Regions from separate parts of the Mus musculus genome. Here region 2 is linked to region 1. A link is a contact called in public HiCAR-type data. All regions are on one chromosome and are shown on one strand. The core of a region is the stretch at or near the end of the contact, and the rest is flanking DNA. Distances in the headings are between cores, read along the strand shown. Region 1 overlaps Hpse2 (heparanase 2). Region 2 overlaps Hpse2 (heparanase 2).

Region 1 (7,050 bases), core at 3,161-5,660:
CGTTTTATAGCATCTTAGCCCAACACTGGGTATCCTGCTTAGAATGAAGGATGTGAATTCAGCATGCCAGCCATGAACTACAGGGTTAATAGATAGTAACAAAACTTTCAAGGGTCCTGAGGATACAGGCAGGTTTCAAAAAAAAGAAGAGTTAAAGCTATGTATATGCAGTGGACAGAAAGAGCCAGAATGTGAAAATACAGATCTGGGGTGGGCTAAAGAGATTCAGTAAGTGACTTCCCAGACTGTTTTGTTCCATTGCACATCCAGTTGGAAGCCAAATGCAAGCCACCAAGGTTGCAGTGAAGCACTGACCAATTATAGCACAAATATTTGTGGGCAGCTGTGGGAGTGCAAGCCACCTGCTCCAAGTTTACAGCTTTGTTAAACTTGGTAAACATTAAAAATGCAACGGGAACGCCCCTGATCTGCACAGCATCCCATGCCTGTTCTAAGAGGCCTTGCTCGGGGACTGGGGTGTTTCTGCCCTCGGCCAAGCCTTTCTCAGTCTGGGTCAGTACTGCCTTCTGCTGGGACATCAGTGTTGCCAGTCTCCAGGAGAGACTGAGGGAGGCTGTTTGAAGGGCCACAGGGATCCTGGAATACAATGTCCCTCCTTTTGTCCAGATAGATAAAACAGATTCAGCAGTGATGTGTCAAAGTTATATAGTTAAGGGCCAAAATGACTCTTGATCTCTGGACTTTGGGCCTTTCTTTAGGGCTTCTCTCTCCACCTCAGGGTTTGGAGATGACGATGAAAGGGAGACATGCATACTGTCATGTGATAGTATGGCAGAATGAAGAACCGACATGAGCAAATACCAACAGTACCTTGGTTGGGAAGTATTTTGTCTACTGTTTGACTTTGCAGATAGATGTAAACATGGGGATAGGCAGGGACCTGCCCAGAGGTTTCCCTAAAATGATCTGAGCCCCCCCTTTAGACTGTTTATCCCAGTCAACATCCTTAAGCCCCAGTGATGAGTAGCAACCATGCTGCCTTCAGTAGGAAGGGCCACTCTTGCTTCCTCCTCACTCAGCTCCTGCCCACAGGGTCCTAAGCCAATTCCAGCCTGGCACTTACTTGGACTTTAGGCCTTCCTGCCCATAGGGCTGCAGCAGATACTGGTGCACGAGCTTGTCCCTCAGAGTCCCAGCCAGTTTGATTTTCTTTCTTGATCGATGTAGGTTGATGATGAAAAGTGTGATAGAGCCACGGACATAGTTGTGGCTGAGTTCCAGAGACAGAGAGAAGAGCGGGAGGAGATGAGACAAATTGGTCAGTTAGATGCTCCTAAATAACTTATAGGCTGTACAAAACAGGACCACCCTAGAAAAGTGTCTTCATTTGATGAATCATCCTAAGAGACCTTCAACATGGGAATGCCTGGTTATTGCAGTTTCCTGAAGAGAAGGTACCCACCTTCCACTCTACCCCATGTTTGTTTAAATTTGTTGGGAATATGTGTGTGTGTGTATATGTGTGTATATAAATAAAATGACTGCCATAAAAGAAAAAAAAAACCAGGAAAATATAAAGAAACAAAGAAGTAAAAGAAAATTTCCCATAGTTATATAATCTTGAAATAGTACAACATTTTGGTCAACATTCAGCATTTGTACATCTTAGTCTGAGAATTATCAATATGGCTTTTTAACTATAGGATCAAACTATCTACATAGACCTTTTCAGCTATGTATACATAGTTTCTCTCACTTATTCAGGAATGCTGAATTTCCAATCATAGAAATGTAACATAGTTTATTTAGCCAGTCCACCACTTTTATGGATTCATGTTCTTTCAATATTTTGCCATTATAAGTTACACCACAAAAGCCTTAATTTTACATAAATCATTTGTGCATCATGCTTATTTTTGGTGGTAACATTTGGTGGTGATGCTGGAATTGCTGGGTCAAGGTCACGTGTGTCCATCATATGATTGTACATCAGCTCTCCAGTCTTCCCTGCGACATCCCTTTGGTGTTCACAGGAAGAGAGTTTACACCCGTGTGCTCTTACATGGCCTGCTTTGCCTAGTGTGGTGTGAGTGGACATGTTCAGACCTCTGGGAAGATGCAGAGGAACTGCCCATCTGATGGCATGCCTGCTGCCCCTGCTAGGGGAGGAATGGAGGCATCGTGTTCTTTGGTTTTTACTTCTGAAGACACACTGTCTTGCTATGTAGCCCAGACTGTCAGTGGATGATGAACGACCTGCCTCAGTCTCCTCTGTGCTAGGATTACAGACACATGCCACCCTTCCCAGCTTGACGATCTTGGACACAAAGGCCTGGGTGCTGAAAAGAATATGGGGAGCAGAGCCCCAGGGAGCCACGGTGGAAAAGGAGTGTGAACAAGAAATACATCTTCTTACTGGAAGCCATCTAGGTCTGGCCATTCTTAAAGACTGGTTTTGGTCCTGGGGCTCAAATTCAGATGATAACTATTGATGGCAATGCCTTTATTTACTGAGGCATCTTAATGGTCTTGGGTGAAACTCTTTTTTTTTTTTTAACCCATAGCAATATCACTTATTCTGACAAATACACACATTTTGAGTATATTGATGTTATTTAGATGGTTTGTAAAAATTTGCTTCTGCCAGCTCTGTTTTAAGAGTACCCATTTCTTCATGCCCTTAGGAACACTGAGTATTTATCTTTTAAAATATCTTTGCCAACCTGAGAGAAGAAAATGGGATCATGATGTTGCATTTTATATTCTTGTTCATACTGAGGCGCACAGCTCTTTCAGTTGCCCAGTCGCCATTTTAGAATCTCTTTAGATGCGAGCAGGGTGTTTGAGCTAGGGGAGAACATAGGCCCATGCAAGGAGAACCTTGCAGTGTGTATCAGCAAAGCTATAACGATTTCCCTCTCTGTAGGAAAAAAGACCTTGTTTCTAAGAGGTCCCGTGGGGCCCCATCTGGATGGGTTAATGAGAGGAAACAGAATGACCCAGCCCAGCCTTCGAAAGAGGAGTTCAGAGAAACTCTAAGACAACTTTGCCCAGAGGAAAATGCTGCTTGCAGATATGGAACCCCTGGATTCCTAGGTCACTGGTCTTTGCTCTAACAGAGGCCATGAGAGAAAGTTACACAGCCAAGGGCAGACTGGTAGGGTAACATACAAGTTTTAAAGTACAGGCTCTCTTCATTTGGGTTTGAGGCCTGGGAATATGTATTAAGATCTTGCCAAGATATTTGGCTGATGAGTTGGGTTTGGGAACTACAATCTTAAACCAAAAACACTGAGGTTATGAGAAGGACTCCCAGAATATCCTCCTGGCTATGTATCAGACATTTTCCAGTCACATCTGTAAGAAGGTACACTGTTGTGTTCAGGCTTCTTGGAGGTCTGCATTTGTGTTCTGATAAAACATTAAATGGCTCCCCTATGCAGTCCTTCCTGAACTCCATTCTAATCCCCTGCAGCATGTAAATTAGCTTTTGCAGTCAAATGATTCAGAAGAGAATGCCAACTGATTTGAGCAGGCTTGAGTTCTGAAGGATGCTGGAGACTTGTGTTGGCAGTGACTGTCTCTGAAGAAGAGTATCAGCTCATTTCTATAGGTGGGATCTCAGCTTAGCTGAGCTATGGACAAGACAGATGAAGACATCATTAGCTATAGGTACTGTGGGCTTCAGAGTGTGAGCAAAATAGGCATGGGTGGGTATCAGTTTAGCCAGACCACAGGAAACCCTTTTGCAAGCAACTATTAAACAATCGTTTTAAAGGCCAGCCGTGGAGGAGGAGAACAGCACGTGCTTGCATTTATGAGTTTCTCCTTGGCAAGCTGGGGCAGAATGTGCCCTTAGAGACTAGGAAGAAGGGTGGGATGGGAGGAACTGGTGGTTTGGAGGGAGACCTGAAACACAGCATTGCTGTAGGGAACACTGTTTTTCCAAGCTGCTTGGCAATGGTTTGATTTCCATGTACATAGTTCTCTTGGGACAGACAAACCAGCATAGCCCAGGGAACTAATTGAACAGGTTCTCAAAGAACTCAGGGACCTCGTAGGTAGGAACTGGTAATGAAGACTGCTCTGACCATACACTGCTCTACTTGGTTGATGGGCAAAGGCATGAAGCAGAGGACTTTCGGCTACAAAGACACATTCTTGGGAAGGGGTTCCCACACAAACCTAGAGCACTGTGTTGAGAATACATTGAAGAATGGATAGTCTCTGTCCGCAAGTAACCAATCCCAGAGGAGTATGTACTCTGTTAAAAATGGTGTCTGGAGGCCTGGTCAGCTTGCCATTTTTAATGCCTGATGTCAAGTCCTGGTGGCCGTTGGTTATCCCAGAAAATGCCCCTTTCTGGAGAGAGGCTCCTTCGGTAGAATGTCTGCCCCGCCCCGAGTCTCACTTGTGGTGAGACGTTCTCACCAGCAGCCAGCCCATGTATCTGGAGTTCATCTTTTCTGGCTGCTCTTCTCCTGCCTGACATCTTCTCTTTGTTGCCATGGGAGGAGGAGGAAGTGAGTCAGAGGAGGGATGCTGGAATGGGAAGATCCTGGATACAGGAGGTGGGAGATGTCAGATGGGAGGTGTGTCTTGAGTTCCAGACAGAAAACAGTCGTGTTCTAGAAACATCTCCAGTGAAGCAGGGAGTCTGGGAAAAGGAAGGGGGCTGATGCGCGTCGGTCATTGATCATTCCCAGTGAAAGTTAATGTGCTCGAGAATGGAGCTGCTCCACTGTCTCCAAATCTAATTCAAAGGTTTTCGGTTTGGTAAAACTCAGGCCCTGTTTTGCCAAACATTTTTCCCCTTAATTTCAAAGCCCCTGTGTATTTTAAGGGAAATTTAATCCACATGTTTCTGATTCATTTACACTTAACTCATCAAAATATTGTTTTGTAAGAGTCATTTGATGTCCAAGAACCCTCAGGAACCTTTTTTATGAGCTTAAAAAAAACTTCTTCTGAAAAACAGGAAGTCATGTTTTGCCAATAATAAACGAATTTGAACCCCAAAAGGCTCAATTTTGCTTCAACATCTACCAGGTTTCAGTTGGTTCTGAGTGTGGCTGAGGACCTCAGCTCCACCCCAGAAACATACATAGTTTCAGCAGAATGGCCATAAAACAGTTTCTCTGTCAACACTTGATTGCATGGAGTGGAAGGCCTGCCAGCGCTGTATAACTGGTTAACTTCAGGCGAGGACAGAGGCATTTGCTGGTGTTGGTGTGAGAACCTGACTTCTCCTAAATCAGTTTTAGGGGATCAGGCTCTGCGAGGTCGGAAAGGATCCATAATGCATGAGAGACATGAAGGTGTCCTAGTGGGTGACAAATGACTACCAGGGAGATATAAAAGGGATGTCTATGCTCTGTGGGGCACAAGGCTGATTGATCTCTAAGAACCTTCTTCAGATGAAAAACTCTGCAACAAGAAGGCTGCCATTGACATACAGGGGATACACACTGTGCAAAACTTCTTACACACAGGGGATGTTACAGACTCCCCAGAACCTCAGAAGGTTATGGAAGTACAAGCAGCCCAAGCCTCCTGTTTTAATATAGGATATTTATTTCAGACTGTTCGCCAAGGTTGATTGGTATGTAGCCAATATATCTGTTATGAGATGATTCTGTAGTTTTGTCTTCTTTGCCTACAAAGAAATTTAAGTGCATCAGCCAATAGTGCTGCTCCTAACTGGTGAGGCTGTGAGACAAGAGAGATACATGGCTTCTAGGAGCAGGTGTCTCTCCTACCGTTGTGCCTAGTTATCTGGGCACCTGATACTTTTTGCAAGGAGGAGACCTTGCAAAAGTATCCATTCCTTACATATTTGAAGGAATGAAAAAGACCTTTAACTTGGTCCTTATCATTATTGTAGTCTTCTTTCCTTTAATGAGAGGGAGAGTTTATTTTGATAGGAGCTTGGTGGAACTCCTTTCAAGAGGTTCTCTGATTGGCTTCCATAGAAGTGGGGGCATAGTTGGGGCAGGGAGAGGTTGTTGGAGGTCTCATGATAGTGAGCGGTAGAATTCTATACCATTTTATTACACTCCCCCCTCTAGCTGACATGATCGGCAAGCTCTGTAACTACAGCTCAGTGAGGAGCACCGTGTTTCATGTACTTACAAGACCTTTCTCATGCCTGCCACTGTATCAGACACAAAGAACATACACAGGACCACTGGCCCCAGGTTCAAGGTACCATCAGGATGTAAGTGAGACCTTCTCATGAAATGTCCATGAGCACTAGTGTGAGCCCTGGGAAGGGCCTCCATGGGAGCCCTCAGTGAGGACACACAAATCCTTCTCAGCACTTATATGTATTGCTGGCCTATTCCTGGACGCAGACTACTATTACAAAGGCCGCAGACTGGTGCATTTTCCAATAGGGACAGAAGGTGCCAGGAGTAATTTTTTCTCTTGAGGCTGGGGTCCACCTTTTGGGTGGCTGCCTCAGGGCCTGCCACAGACAAGGAATACAATGTTGCCTTGTGTGATGATCAGATAATTCCAGGCAAGGCCATAAAGCAGTCAGTCACTGTCAGGTAAGGGACAGAGCTTCCTGCTGAGCAAATGGGATGTTGAAAGCTTCTGGCCTGTCCCCAGGACAGCGTTCCCTCCTCTACAATAGGCACTTGTATCTACAGGGAAGACAACAGCCCCTGGCGCCCACCTCTGCTTACAGTGAGGCTTTGAAAGCATCTTATCATGAGGAATGAACAGGCTTGGCCTCTGTCTCATCAAGGCTGGAGAAGGAACATATGGTGTAATCCGACCACAGCAGCTCTTTGTGCTTCCCTCCCCTTGATCAGCCCAGATAGGCCCTGGATGGAGGTCTGACAGGAGCCAGGAGGCAGTCCTGCCCCCAGGTTTTCTCTGTAGTAAGAGAAAGAATTCTTCCTAGGGTAATCGCCTCTGCCTTAAACAGGAAGTGATGTAAGACAGAGATGGCCAGTTGGTTTTTGTTTTAGATTCAGTTTTAAAAATTTCCCCTATGGCCTGTATGTTTTAAACTTAAAAAGAAAACCTGCCAAACTTCACTAGTAATTGACTTACCTGTTTTAAAGAGAACTGTGTTGATGC
Region 2 (6,969 bases), core at 699-3,198, 350 kb after region 1:
CCTCAGATTAGTTATCTTGTAGATGTGTCAGATGGGTCTGGGCTCCACAAAATATAGCCACAAACCCCAGTCTAGTGAAGTCATGACTTGTTAGGGAGCCTACAACTTCCACTTTATTAAATCGATTTGGTACTTTTTAATGCAGTTTCTGCCAGTAAGTCACTGGTGGTCTCTGTAGTGAGTCTATGGTTGGTAACTCACAGAAAGTGAACTAGTGACAAGTCTAGAGGCAGAGAGAACAGACAGTCACTGATACAATTAAAGAATGTAAATATGAGGGGGCTGAGTCAATACAATAGAGTGAAGAACAATATAATGTATTACATTTTAAATGTATTAGCAAGAAACGAAATTAGCAGTAATATTAGATTATCAATGTTTAAAGGAAAGGGATGGGGGGACAGTATGTGAGCTCTTTCAGCTTTTATCTACATAAAGATTTGAAGCCAACAAAATAGGGAAGCATTAAGATGAGCAATGACTTGCTTCGGAATCAACAAACAACACAGAGCCAGATGCATGTGGCTGATAGCCTGCTGTAACAGCAGCATTACTTTTGGAGGTGAAGATGACACCTCCCGACAAGGTGGCTAGCCAAAGAAGTTGAACTGATGAGCTCTGGGTCCTGGGAGAGATCCTGTTTCAAAATACAAGGTAGAAAAATATCAAGGAGGACCTGATGGCAAGCTCAGGCTTTTAACACACAAGCACAGAACTGCACACACACACATGTGAAAAAAATTAGAAATACAAATGGCAATTTGCCTGTATTCCAAAGGAAAAGAGTCCACAGTTGAATATGATGTCTAGGAGGGAAAAATGAGGGATTTTTATAGAAAATGTTCTTTGAAAGTGGGCAGTTAGTTTTAAAAGAAAACACTATGGGAAAGCAAAGTTTGCTTTTTGGTTCAATTGATACTGCAGTAAATTTTAAGAAAGTACTCTAGTTTGGCAAGACCATAAATACAGCAGATGCGGGACATACCCTGCTTGGAGGTCCCTTGAAGAGAACCTGCTGCTAAAACATAGCTCTCAGATGGGTGTGCCATCTGCTGTTACACCTCCAGTTGCTCTGCAGTTCACTACCGGAACCTCTCCCACTAAACACTGGATGGCAGAGCACTATAGGGGCAGTAGAGGTAGCCCAGCTCACCATCCCATATGCATGATTTCTCTACTAGGGAACGTCTGCTTAATGACTTCCCTGGACAAGACTTCCTCAGAGTTGTGATGCAGCCCAAGGCTCTTCTGCCAAACCCTCTTCCCATCTGCTATTCCTTTCTCAAGTGTCTACATCTCCAGCTGGAGACTCTTGCTGCCCACTGTGCTTTCCTCCCCTTTACTCTGCACAGATATTTCTCAAGATAGAACTTAATCCCCGTCTAGTCTCTGCTACTCAAAAGTCCTAAGCTGATACAGTGGTTTAAACAAGTTAATTAAGAATAATAATCACAGGGGAAGGCAAATCCTCCTTCAGAGAGTCTCACCTCAGCTACCTCTGGAGGCACGAATCTAGCTGACCCTGAGGATTTTTCTGCGCTTACACAATACTGCCTAGTGTTTAACAGCCCGCACAGTCAGACACTTTATTCCTAACTTACCCACCTCCCTTGGGTCATATGTTCCATTCTAACTTCCAGAACATCTTTTACTAACATTTCATATAATTGAATTAAATTAGATTAAACTTCCCATAAAAACTGAATTGAACTAAAAATAGTGAAAACTCTATCCATAAGAATTTTATTTTGAACAGAATGAATTCTCAACTTAAATAATCACAGTCTCCTCTTTGAGCCCCAGAGGCACAAGCAATTCAGGCAGACAGCATAGACTCCTCTTGAGTACAGCGGTCATCTCCCTCTCAAGAGAATTTGCCTTTCCTGCTGCTCACAGCTTCATCCAGCTGCCAGTAGAATATTTGGATGACATTTTCTGACAGTCAACACATAGGAATTCTGGTCAAGGGAGGTGATCTGGCACAGCAGCTCAGCATGTAAGCTCTGCGCTCCTACATGCGTCCTTCTAAACCAGGCTCCATTAGGGTTCGCCGTGAGTGACCAGGGGTATTTTTTTTTCCTCCTTCTTAATCTCAGCCCCCTTAGCTGTAAATTGGAATCTGTTTTGTGCTTGTTGAAAGGGTTAAAGGGACTAAGGTTGGTTATACACTCAGCACAGATCCTGGCATGCAGTAAGGACTCTGGAACTGGGATTATTTACTCGTGTCATCATTGTTAGTGGGAGCATCTGCTCGGAGAGTGGACAGAGTTACTACTCCACACTTGGAGAAGCCAGTGGTCATATAAAATGCTCTGGCTTCTTTTCTGACGAGAAAGCTGAGAAGCTATGTAAGTGGCCACACATTAAGGCTCAGCCTTCACTCACAGCAGCAGAGGGAAAGCTGGCCTCTCTCTGAATAAGGGACAGACAGCTGGAAAAGGCCAGAGGGGGGATTACCACACGATTACGGCGGTCAGGGGAGAGCTGGAGTAACTATTTTAACAGACGATTTGTGCTCCAATTACCATCTAAATGTTCATGGTAAATAAGGATCCATAAAAACGCATCTGTAAACCCCAAGTTTAGTGACTGGAGCTTTGCATGGTTCATTAGCACACACTTCTTTGCCCAATCGTGACGTCACTTATCAGCACAGACTCTCTTTTCAAAGTCTCTTCCCCAGGAGTTGAAGCCAGTGCCTTGTGATGAAATCTTTCTAAGCAAGTATCTTCCACATTGTTCTGTCAACTCTTGCCCTGTTCTTCTTTTAAGGCAAATGTTAGTGATTACAAATTAGTAGGTGACAGTTCATGGGGAAGACTGGTGTGCTGATCAGCTGTAAGAGCTAAATATAGGATATGTATTTAAAACATTTCAATAAGTAATCACTATAAAATTCTTGGTGAAATTTAAAAATGTTTAAATGTTTGATACTGTATCAAAATCCCATGTCTATCTGAAGGACGTGCAGAACACCTCCGTTTAGACCCTATGACAAAGTGTTTAATGCATGTATACCTCTATTAGTGGCTTCGAGGTTCGACGCTGAGGACACTGGACTGAAGAGAGAGCCCTTTTCCATAGAAGCTGCTTATCTCAGGTGTTTTATCACAGGAAAAAAGTTGGCTCAGATAACTATTGCCTTTTAATGATCCCCAAGGATGGCATCTCAGGTGTGGGGAACAGAGAAGGTAATGAAGGTGACTACAGTAACAGAACCTGAGACAACCTTAAAAAAATAAGGGGGAAAATGCGTCATGAAGTTGGGTGTGGGTGGAGTCAATCTGAAGGGACTCAGGGGAAGAGTGGGGTAAATATGATTGAAATACACCGGATACATATATGAAATGATGAGGAGTTCGTAAAAATGTAATCGTTTTTAAAGGATGTCATGTAAGGTCCAGCAAGATAGTTCAGTGAGGTAAAGGTTCTTGCTGCTCAGCCTAACCATCTAAGTTCAAGCCCTGGAACTTGTAGAATGAGAGAACAGACTCTAGAACCTGCTCTCTGACCTCCACAGATAGACAGACACACTGTGACATGGCCCATGCAAGCGTGCGTGCACACACACACACACACACACACACACTCAATAACAAGCATTCCCTTATTAAAGTTTTGATGTCTGTGAGCCTGGAGTGTGACGGCTGGGGTGTGGAGGGCTAAAGGCACTCTAATCATCCTGATGTATAACTTATATACGTAAAATTTTCTTTTTCTGTCTTGCTGATTTATCAATTTAATTGACTTTTTCAAAGAATCAATTTTGCTTTCACCGATTTTTATCTGTTGTTTTGTTTTAGATTTCATTGATTTCTGTTCTTACTTTTATTATTTGTTTTATTACTATTATTTTATTACTTCATTTTGAATAATTTATTATTTCCCTTAAATGTCCTCTTTATCTCATGAATTGTTAAAATATTTTTATTGGTTTCCAGGCTTTTAATATTTGCCTATCTTTTTGCTATTGATGACTTTATTTCTATTGTAATTAAATAACCATTCTGTGTGATTTCAATTTTTTAGATTTGCAAATTTTGTTTCATGGCCAAGGAATTTGTTTATTTTAGTAGCTTGTCTTTGAGCCTCATAAGCCAGAATGCTCTCTGTCGTAAGGTGGAGGAGCCTGTAATTGTTAATAGGAAGCTTTGGCTGCAATGTTATTGAATTCTATGACCTGGTGATTCTATCTTGGCTTTTATCAACTGCTGAAGGGCAGATGCTCATCTCCCCAACTACAATTGTGAACTAATAGATCTCACATTTTAGTTGTCAGGTTTTATTTCATGTATCTAAAGCCTTATTATTTGTCGCATCTATATTTAGGATGGCTGTAGGTTCTTGCTGAATTGAGCCCTCTGCATAGAATAGCAATGGTGTTGTACTATCCCTGGTTGTCTTATCACTCTGACTTCTGTTTCTGGCAAATCTCTGCATTAAAATTTTCTTTTTTACTATTATAGATTCACCCAAGTTTCTCTGAACAATTATTTCATGGTATATTTTTGCTGTTCTTGTAGTTTTGACTTAACTTTTGTACTTTTGACTTGTATTTGTCAAGTTTGCGTTTCTAAAGACAATATATTTTTGGGTCATATTTCAGGCCACTTGCCCATTTTCTATCTTTTAATTATTATATTTATCAATATATCTTATGACTTAAATCTTCCATCTTTCACTAGTTTTTTCCATTTTTATTCTTCTGTTTTACTTTTAATCTTTTGTGTTAAACAATTTTTTTATTTTTTATTACTTTCATTTTTTTACAGTCTAGTTGTTGCTCCCCCTGCAGGCCTGCCCTCACACAGTTCCTCATCCCATTCCTCCTAGCCCTTCTTCAAGAGGATGCCCCCAACCCCGCACCAGACCTCCCTATTGTGGTATTTTAAAGCATAGATATGTTATCTCTCCACACTTCTTTTTAGTGGTTTATCTAGGTATTATATCATGCATATGCAATTTATGACAGTTTGCTGATGTTATCATCATACCATCCAATCAAAGATAGAAATAGTTCTCTCTTCACAAGCCTTTACCATCATCTATTGTAATTGTTTTAAGTACTTTAACTTCATTTAGAACCACATCAGACTTATTATACATTTGTTTTAACTGTCAAAATAGTTTTAAGACTTCAGAGAAGAAATGACTATTGTATTTACCTACATTTTTTGTTTACATTCTCCACTCTTAATGTTTCAAGTTCCACTTTTTAGCATTTTGTTCTATTTAGAGAATTTCCTTAGCCATTGTTCTAACATAGCTGTACTAGCAATACACTGTCTTCATTTTCCTTGGTTGAGAATGTCATGACTACTCCTTTATCCCCAGACTATATGCTCATGGAGAATAGGACTCTGGGATGACAGTTCTGGTCATTCAGTCCTTGAAAAACAGTGTGCCTCTCCTTCTGGCCTTCAGGGTTTCTAATGAGAAATCTGCTGGGTCTTGAGCTGTCTTTCTTTGTCAGTAAAGGATTATTTTTGTTAGTTGCTTTTTTATTTTATTTTTTTACTTTTCAGAAGTTTAATTATGTTATTCTTGGTATGGATTAATTTACACTAGTTGTGTTTGAAGTTCACTCAGCTTCTTCAGTCTGTAAGTTCACATCTCTTAGCATCACATACTTGATGGCCATAGTTTCCTCTCTGAGGTTCTAGTAACAGGGTATTAGCTTGGTTGTGGGAGTTATACTTGCCAGGGCTCCCTTCGTGTCATTTCCTCTCTATTTTTCATACGTCATCCATCTGTTCATTCTGTCCATCCTGTTTGTTCTCTTTTAGATTATTTTCTATCATTATATTCTAGCTCAGCATTTCTTACCTCTGTTTCCTCATTTTGCTCTGAAATATGTACACTGAGTTTTTTAGTTTAAAAGCATATACATATAGCATACACACAGCATATACATATAGCATACACATAGCATACACACATAGCATATGCGGATGCGCATTTGTGCATGTGCTTGTGTGTGTGCATTTGTGTGTGTGTGTATGCATGTATGTATGTGTGTATGCATGTATGTATGTGTGTGTGTGTATGCATGTATGTATGTTTCATACACACATATACAGAGCAAAACAGAAAATGCAGATAAGTCCCCTGGTAGTTCCTTGGGGGTTCTTATATTTGTGCTATGTACATTTTATTCAAGATTTTAAGTTGTACTTAACAAGGGTAAAAGAAAAAACTATGCATCCTCTATCTTCTTGGAAGAATAAAACATTAGCTTTCAAAATACTCATTCAGTTTACTGGTTTTTGTCTTTCTGTTTATTGTTTATTGTCTATCTTCTCCTGGTGGTAAATGAGCCTCAAACCGACATGTTTCTAGGGCTGGTGGAATGGCTCAGTGGATAAAGTATGTGCTGTACAAACATGAGAAGCTGATTTGGGGCCCCTCGCTCCCACATAAAATCCTAGATCGGAGTTATGCATGTCTATAAACCCCGGTGTTGCCAGAGGTGAATGGTATAGACAGACAGACACCTAAAACTTCTTACATCAACCTCTGACCTCCATTTATGCACACATATGTGAATTCATGTATTACACACACACACACACACACACACAAAACCACCGTCGGCACCACACCACATACATACCACCTCTGTGATCAGTAAACACCACATGAAGTATGTCTCAGAAAAAGGCATGCTTCATGTTAGCTTTTTAGAGAATTGGGGAAAAGAAAAGATCTCAATTTATCACCAACCTATTTGCCATGGCTACATAGTAGGACGCTATAACAAAAACATAAAATAATAAATTTTAATTGTTTCTTCAAAGAGCAGTCTATAAGTAATCCATCAGTCTTTTAGCAGGGAGTCTATGTAACATAATGTGTGGCAGGAGATCTATTCCAAGGTGGGTGATAAAGTCAATGGTTTTATTTATTTATTTATTTATTTATTTTAAAAGATTATAGCACCTGTGATTCCCAAGCCATCTCCCATCCAAA

The links. HiCAR-type assays count read pairs that join an accessible place to other places.
Region 2: a HiCAR-type map of fibro-adipogenic progenitors shows a contact between it and region 1, with 8 times the contacts expected there. The contact joins two enhancer-like sites. A contact is called at or near these places in 2 of 484 Hi-C or Micro-C datasets (gonadal supporting cells and nephron progenitors) and 1 of 115 datasets of contacts at active chromatin or transcription factors (fibro-adipogenic progenitors).

What each region holds. Positions count from the first base shown.
Region 1 is chr19:42,805,206-42,812,255 of GRCm38.p6, forward strand. Hpse2 (heparanase 2) reads right to left here. Exons shown (of 12, transcript NM_001081257.2): 11 at 1,085-1,231. Among named protein-coding and RNA genes, the nearest start is that of Hps1, 29 kb to the left of the region's middle. Within about 2 kb of position 4,411, at least 14 of the 459 cell types and tissues checked have an H3K27ac peak or open chromatin away from gene starts, as enhancers often do. A contact at or near this core is called in fibro-adipogenic progenitors, where this site is marked.
Region 2 is chr19:43,153,868-43,160,836 of GRCm38.p6, forward strand. The region is part of intron 3 of Hpse2 (heparanase 2); the gene reads right to left. Among named protein-coding and RNA genes, the nearest start is that of Hpse2, 230 kb to the right of the region's middle. Within about 2 kb of position 1,949, at least 11 of the 459 cell types and tissues checked have an H3K27ac peak or open chromatin away from gene starts, as enhancers often do. A contact at or near this core is called in fibro-adipogenic progenitors, where this site is marked.